Regions from separate parts of the Mus musculus genome. Here region 2 is linked to region 1. The links are chromatin contacts, called in public HiChIP or PLAC-seq maps. All regions are on one chromosome and are shown on one strand. Each heading gives the region's core, a stretch centred on a gene start, on an enhancer-like site or on the middle of the called end of the contact. The rest is flanking DNA. Distances are from core to core; before and after follow the strand shown. Region 1 overlaps Skap1 (src family associated phosphoprotein 1). Region 2 holds the start of Cbx1 (chromobox 1).

Region 1 (3,798 bases), core at 711-3,210:
CAGCCACAATGGCCCAGGAAGCCTTCCCCTGAGAGTGACCAAACAGGTAGATTTGGCCTAAGAGGACCTTCATACACCATCATACGAGCCTCAGTAAGATGCAAGAACACCAACTCCGTACGTGGCCCATGTCTCAAGGAGAAACACAATCCACCTAAAAACACCAAGCTTTCTCATCACGGTTTATTATTCTGCCGTAAGATTTTATGGTGGATAAAAAAGAAGAAAGCGCCCCAGCCTTAATTACAAGAATTGCCTCTTTTCCTCAGTTATACCTCTGCTATCACAAAAACAAACTACTGCGTGCACCAGCAGCATCCCATATAATAGGCTGGAGCTAGGCAGACACGGGCGTTGATGGTGAGGCTACAGGGTACACTCTCATCTAGGTGCCTAGGATTTATGCGTGTAATATACCCCTAAGTGTATAAACCTCAATAAAACTCAAAGCAGCTTTATTGAGCTGTACCCTGTGGTACTTTCAGAATCTCACATTGAAGAAATTATTCATTCCATTTTATTTTAAAACAAACAAAATAATAACATATGGTTTCAGCCGCAAATGTGCCTTTGATCCTTTCCTCCTATGAAGTCGCCGGAATTCAGATGAAATTTGTTGGGAAATCTTTATTAAAAGCCTAATCAAGCCAAGCAGTTTTATTGTGCTTCGAAATGAACCGTTCCTGTCTCTCCATCCTTCCTGTCCCCAGAGTATGCTCAGTGTGCTCGCTGGGTCCTGCAGCGGCCCCTCGGTGGTGGGGTGGGGGTGGGGGTGGGGGTTCCGGGAGCACACTGAAGGCAGAGAACAAGCTTCCCATCCCCCTATCAGAATTGAAACCAATCTTTCTCCCCGCCCTGGTGCTCACCAGTGCGGTAATGGCTGAACACCCCCTCCTCAGTGACCCACTTTGAGGTCATCCAGGCCGCAAAAGGACATGGTAACTGTGCTGTTTGGCCATTCCGTCTGGTCACACCACGGTTGTGTTTTCCCGTGCCCCCATTTCTTTTCTTCTGCTGCTTTTCCTCATTTGTTTTTCTTCCCTCTCCACGAACAAATTTGTCTGAATTCCACAGTGAGACCACCGGGAAATGAACGTCTGAGAGCTCAGACTCCGCCATATTGCCTGGGCTCTGTCACCCTGGCCAACTTGGAGCCATCGCTCACCGATCCGGTTTTCTGCTTGGCGAGCAGAGCATAGGACACAGGCAATGCCTCGCCTGGCCTATTTTCTTCCTTTCACCTTGCGTTTCCGTTCCCATACCCATACTTTTCTGGGCTGCTTCATCCTGACCACGTTTTATTGCCAGGGAGGATTTATGTTGGTGGGTTAAACCTGATGCAGTGACGGGCTGGCCTTTTCTGTAGATTTCCTGCCACTGAGGCCCGCATTAGAAATAACAGCCCTTAACCTAGTGTTTCATTTTCTCCTGACATGTTTTATTCTCATCCCTCCTCCTCTCTCACCTCCTCCTTTCCTATACTTCTTTTTTTTTCTATCTTTATTCATTCTTATCTTTGCTCCCGCTGCAGATCTTAGCTCCTTAACCATTCCCTTCGAAGAGGAGGAGGAGGAAGAGGAGGAAGAAGAGAAAGAAGAGGAAGAAATGTACAATGACGTCGATGGCTTTGACTCCCCAAGGTCTGGCTCCCAGTGCAGAGCCATGGCCTTGCCTGAGCCTACTGAGAAAGAGGAGGACATTTATGAAGTCCTACCAGGTAAGATACATCACCGGCTAACTACCCACCTCCTGCTGCTCAGAAAAACAACAACAAAAACAAAAAACTCTTGACATGCGAAAGAACGAAACAGCCCCCAAAGTTATCCCTATTCAAGGTTCACTGTCTGAAGGAGATGGTGTAAAAAGCCCGGTGACTCTGCCTTGTTCTGGGAACAAGATGAAATCCTCTTTCAGCGGTACCACGTGACGTGACGTCACTTGTTCTTGAGCCATGAAGGTTAAAGGCTAGAGACCACTCCCTCTGTTTCTCATTGGCTAGCTGTGAGTTTGGGGGTGCGTTCTCATAACTCTCTAGCCCTGGCTTACTTTCTGTAGAATCTGGAGAAGGATAAAGCATTGTCTCAAAGGTACGGAGGATTTCCAAAGTCTGGATTGTGCAGATGCCAACAATGGTCTTGATACAGTAAAACTCTGATAGAACACACCTCATCATCGCCCAGAGTCAAATCTCATCTCCTCAGAGTAAGCCTACCCTGCCTCGCCTCTCCCCGTGCTGGGGCCGGTTGACTCTGGAGCCCTCCCCTTCACAAGGCAGGCTCACTAGCATCTCAGAAAACGCACAGTCATCACTGTTCCCGCAGAGCCACTTCTGGTGGGAATCCAGCAGCTGGTGAACAGTACAGAACACAGTGGGGGTCAGACTGGAAAGCCGGAGCCTGAGCCTTTTAATTGTGAGGTATTTAGACAATGGGAAAGCTGAATCTTCAAGTCCATTCAGGAAGCGCTCCTGTGGAAATTTGCCAGGAGTTTAGTACTCTGCTAAGAAATTCAAATTAAGCCAAAATTTATAGCAATTTAAGCCTGCATCCCAGATGAACCTGGAAACTAAGGTGAACCCAACACTTAGGCCCCAGAAGACAGGGCCCCTTGCTAAAAGCATTATCAGTAAATAATTGCATCTCAAGGCTTCCTAAGAGGAGGACCCAGCCTTCTTAAGTAGGTATTCCCTATTTGTCTCTTGCCTGAGAGACAAGCGACGTCATTGCTCTCTGAGTCAAGTTGCAAGTCTGTGTGTCCTCAAAGCCCCACCAAGAAGTGTTCAATCCTCCTCAGTCCTCCAGCCTCTGCCAGACTCCACTTCCCCTGGCGGCGGCGGCGGTGGTGGTGGTTGTTGTTGTTGTTGTTGTTGTTGTGTTTTATTATGCAAATGATATCTTGGTTGAGGTCGAGCCATTTCTTGTGTCTGAAGTTAAAAAAAAAATGATAATTTCCTCAGCAAGTCATCGTCGTTAATGAAGTTTTACAAAAACAGATACAACCAAAGGAAAATAAAATTTCACAGGTGATAAATTTTTCCAATTTCCCTGGCAGAATTCGATAGGATTGTTAAATTAAGAGTGAAGGTGTCTGTTAGGAAGCAACGAGCGGTGATGGGTAATTTTATAGAGTGGAAAATTGAATCAAATTGCTACATTAAAACAGAGCTCCTCCGAGAATCTTCCTCCACAGCCTGTGCCATTGCAACAGCAGGGTGCAGAAAGCGATCTAATTCACCACACTCCCTAAAAGGAGATGCTCTCCCCAGCTTGGCCAGGATCTTCCTAGAGAGCTCACGCCAGCCCAGGTTCGGGGAAAGAGCCGGATGAGGCTTCACCTGAGGTTCCAACGATCTCCAAGCCACTCTGCCTTCTGGGCTGCAGAGAAAAGCTATGTGATGCCCAAAGAAGCCAGGGAGGATGAAACTGATGCTGGGGGGGGGGGGGGGAGTGAAGGAGAGAGACCGCAGGAAACAGGATGGGATTCCTTACTCTGGGTCAGAAGGAAGGACTGTACCACCAGCTTCTGAGTGACCAAGTTCATCCTGCCTCCTAAACACTGCTGACAAACAAGCTGAGGTCCCTAAAATGCCTCCAAACCTCCCACTGCTTATATACAAGAGTGGAGCCGGGGGCTGGTGAGATGGCTCAGTGGGTAAGAGCACCCGACTGTTCTTCCGAAGGTCCGGAGTTCAAATCCCAGCAACCACATGGTGGCTCACAACCATCCGTAACGAGATCTGGTGCCCTCTTCTGGAGTGTCTGAAGACAGCTACAGTGTATTTACATATAATAAATAAAT
Region 2 (3,798 bases), core at 674-3,173, 76 kb after region 1:
ACCCCAGAATTCGTTAGACCAGGGGCTGGGCTGCCCTTCCCCCAGAGGCTCCTCCCAGCCATTTTGGTTACCTTCCTACCCCATTTTTAATGCTTTCCCATCTTGGTTGCTGCACCTGGTTCCCCTCTTTCCTTCTCTCTGCCTTCTCCTCACATGGCTTAAAGGCATCCAGAACGGGTGGGTTGTCGCCTGGTTTTGGAGGCTTGACCCAAGTATTTTTTCAGGAAGAATCGGTCTCTTTTGACTAATTTTTATATAACATTGTGAAACTAACCCTCTTTTTCTTTTGTCTTAGTTTTTTGAACAGAAAAGTTGTCACTGTTTCGGGGTTTTTTTGATTTTTGGTTTGTTTGTTTGTTTTTTTTTTTAAGACAAGCTCTCACTCTGTAACCTAGGCTACATAGTCTAAACTGCGCTTTTTTTTTTTTTTTTTTTTTTGGGTTTGCTGTTGTGTTTGTTTGTTTGTTTGAGACAGGGTTTCTCTGTGTAGCCCTGGCTCTCCTGGAACTCACTCTGTAGAACAGGCTGGTCTTGAACTCAGAAATTCTCCTGCCTCTGCCTCCTAAGTGCTAAAGTGCTCTTAAACTCCCAGCAATCCTCCTGTCTCAATCCCGGGTACTAGGATTAAGAGGCTTGAATCTGGCCTTGGAAAGTTTGATCAGTTCTATTATCAGTTGGACATCTCAGTTATTCACTTAATCACATATTCAAGGAATTTTTACCAATAAATACTGAGAGTCAAAACGTGACCTTGTGGCCGGGCGTGGTGGCGCACAACTTTAATCCCAGCACTCGAGGCAGAGGCAGGCCGATTTCTGAGTTTGAGGCCAGCCTGGTCTACAAACTGAGTTTTGAGAGAAACCCTGTCTCAAAAAAACAAACAAAAACAAACCAACCAACCAACCAAACAAACAAACAACCAAAATGACCTTGTCCTTGCTAGAAACAAACACCAAGGATCCTGAGTGTCGTGGACACAATGAGTCATATGAAGCGTCTGTCCTTACTGGAGTTCCTAGTTCAACAATTAGCAGCAACCTACCTGAATCAGAGTAGCACCCGTGTTAAAGAATGACAGCCCAGCCGTGGTTTTTGCTTAATTCCGTTTCTTTAGACTAACTTGATAAAGGATGTTCACAGAGATGGAGAAATCCCCATGAAAGTCACCCACCGGCAAGGGCAATAAAGGGAAAACTTTGAATGTGGTGGTCTGTGTTTGTAATACTCGGCATTTGGGAAGTGAAAACAGGTAGATCAGACTTCCTTGAGACCCTGTCCACTCAACAGAACCAACAACCAAAAATAAAACAAGAATAGAGAGGGAAGGAAGGGGAAAGAAAAAAAGCAAATTCAGAAAGTGTCGATGGTGTCTACCTAGACGGTTAATCTACTGCTTTCTGAATGGAGCAGTGATTCAAACTGAGAGGTAGGAACCCCAGTCAGGTGGCAATAATAGGTAAGATTGCTGGACATTATTGAAGGTGATTTGATAAATCTCAGGTGACGAATACAATATTTTTCTTTTAAACGCAAACGGACCAAACATCAACGGGCTAGTTTCCAAACCTGCAGTGTCCTACTTTTGTAGACTGAGTAAGGAATACCAGCACGCGCCTGGAATCCAGCACTTTGACATTTGAAGCAAAAAGAAAGGCCACGAGTTCGAAGCCACCTGGGCTGCGTATCCTGTTATTAAACAAACAAACCCCACCACTACCCATCAATTTCCTAGACTGTAGAGTTATGTTCTAAGTAACAGTCGACTTCGCCTTTCCAGTCAAAAAAGAAAACAAAACTACGAAAACTCCCTACAATCCTTGAAAGTGGAGGTGGGCGGCGCGGGATTCGCGCGGTACTTTGGGATCTGTAGTTTCTGGCCGACTCTTAATCCCAAGGTGCCCTGCGGCGGGTCGTCGCGTCTGCGCAGTGCAGGCGGCGGGCCGCGCAGAGTGAGAGGCTCTTTTGTTCGGCTGAGGGGAGGGCCGTTAGCGGGGCCTGCGGTACGCCGCTTCAGCGGGACGGTCGACTTGTGGCCACACGGCTCTTTGCTCCTCTGGGCGCGCTACTCCCCTCGGACCGCCCGACGCAACGCGCGAGTAGCGCGGCACCGATTCCTCTCGGACTCTCGGGCGCTGCTACGAGGTGAAGAGGCGGGCTGGAGGCGGGGTGTGTGGGGGGAGGGGACGCGGCAACGGCGGGAGGCCGCGGACCAGCGCGGGCCGCTAACGGAAGAGCGGAGACCGAGGAATGGGGGGCGCGCCCCGGCCCAGCGCCCGCCGGGTCCGCTTCCCGCGCAGAGCTCGCGGGTTGCGGGAGTGTGGAGAGGGCGGGGCAGCGAATCCAGAGCCCGGGAGCCGAGTGGTTCGCGATGAGCGGAGCCAGCGGAGGGTTAGCTTTTCAAGAACTGGACCAAGAGCGTTTGACCCGAGTGAGGGACTCTAGAGTTGGGCGGGAGAAAGAAAACTTTGGGACGTCCATAAGGGGGACAGGTGCTTTTGGGTGTGCGTGGCAGGGACCACGACTTCGTACTCTCGAGGTTTAGAAATGTAACCTGAGAAAGCGGACACGGTGGCAATCGCAAGCAACCCCCGTAGCACTTGGAGGAAAGAGAGAAAAAGTAACCTGAGGATATTGGGTCCAGTTGCCACTATCAGAGAAGTTTCTCTTGCCAGAGTTAAGAAGAAGTAACTTCCAATAAACTTGAACAGGAGGATTTGGGCAGCTCACGGTGTGCTAGCGGGGAAGAGATTTGTTGAATCCGTCTAGGGGTGGGGGTGGGGGGTCAGGCATTTTCTTGACCTTGTCTAAAAGTGGAGTTGCTGGGATAGGTAGGGTAGAAGTCTAGAGTGACTGGTCAAATGTGGAAGAAAATAAAGGGTCCCTGGGGATGTAACTTAGTTGGTAGAATGTTTGCCTAGCCCACTGCACAGGCCTGAATTCAATCCTCTGTACCTTATAAATTCGGGCTGGGCTTGATGGCATTCATGTAGCCCTTGGGAGCGGAAACAGGACGATCAGGAGTTTAAAGCCTTGCCTGGCCACCAGGGGAGTCAAGAAAGGGTGAAAAGGCCACTTTGTGCCTTGTAATGGGTCTTCAGTGTGAGTTGGGAGGCTGTGGAAGAACACGTGTAAGGCAAGACTCATCCAATGAAAGAGATCTGTTCTTTGTGCGTAAGCCTGGGGGCCTCAGTTTACCTCTCAGGATCCAGGTAAAGGTGGAAAGAGCGAGCAGACTTCACAGAATTGCCCTCTGAGCTACAAATTAGGGAAATGGCAGGGACCCTCGAAAGCAGGTGCATGCCCACCGGCAGCGAGAATATTTTTATTTAAAAAGCAGTATAGAAATATAGAACTCATTTCGGTGTGTGGTACTGAGGACCTTGCACACATGTAAGTTATCTACCACTGAGTTATGTTCCAATACCATAAAAAGGTTTTTTGAAAAATGAGTTATGCTAGAACATAGGGTAACCTCTCCAGTTTTGTGTTAAGAATCATGTCAGCTTTTTGGAATAGTTTCAAAAGACCTAAGGTTTTCTGGTAGATGTATGGCTACAATCAAGAAATTGGTGCCTATACACTTCCTGGATGCTCTCTAGGCATATCTGGGAAGTGGTGTGTTGAAAAGAGCCCAGTTAGGCCTTGCTGCATGCACTCCTGTAATCCCAGCCAGCACTCGGGAGGTGGAGCCTGGAGCAGCAGGAGTTCAAGACCTAGGAGGAAGGAGGCTTTGCTTCTTAAGATCTGGGCAGTGAAAGATCATTTCTGGTTTCTGTTTGTTCAACTTTTTATCAATAG

What was found. HiChIP or PLAC-seq counts read pairs in DNA pulled down with a chosen protein or histone mark.
Region 2: an H3K27ac HiChIP or PLAC-seq map of embryonic stem cells shows a contact between it and region 1, with 8 read pairs. The contact joins the promoter of Cbx1 here to the enhancer-like site in region 1. A contact is called at or near these places in 1 of 39 promoter capture datasets (macrophages), 1 of 15 datasets of contacts at CTCF or cohesin (the NIH/3T3 cell line), 2 of 484 Hi-C or Micro-C datasets (both in embryonic stem cells), 2 of 115 datasets of contacts at active chromatin or transcription factors (both in embryonic stem cells) and 3 of 9 other capture datasets (adipose tissue, liver and pancreatic islet).

The regions. Positions count from the first base shown.
Region 1 is chr11:96,711,486-96,715,283 of GRCm38.p6, forward strand. It overlaps Skap1 (src family associated phosphoprotein 1), which reads left to right. Exons shown (of 12, transcript NM_001177899.1): 9 at 1,532-1,717. Among named protein-coding and RNA genes, the nearest start is that of Snx11, 64 kb to the right of the region's middle. Within about 2 kb of position 1,961, at least 21 of the 459 cell types and tissues checked have an H3K27ac peak or open chromatin away from gene starts, as enhancers often do. A contact at or near this core is called in embryonic stem cells, where this site is marked.
Region 2 is chr11:96,787,212-96,791,009 of GRCm38.p6, forward strand. Cbx1 (chromobox 1) reads left to right here and starts at 1,924. Exons shown (of 5, transcript NM_001362560.1): 1 at 1,924-2,142.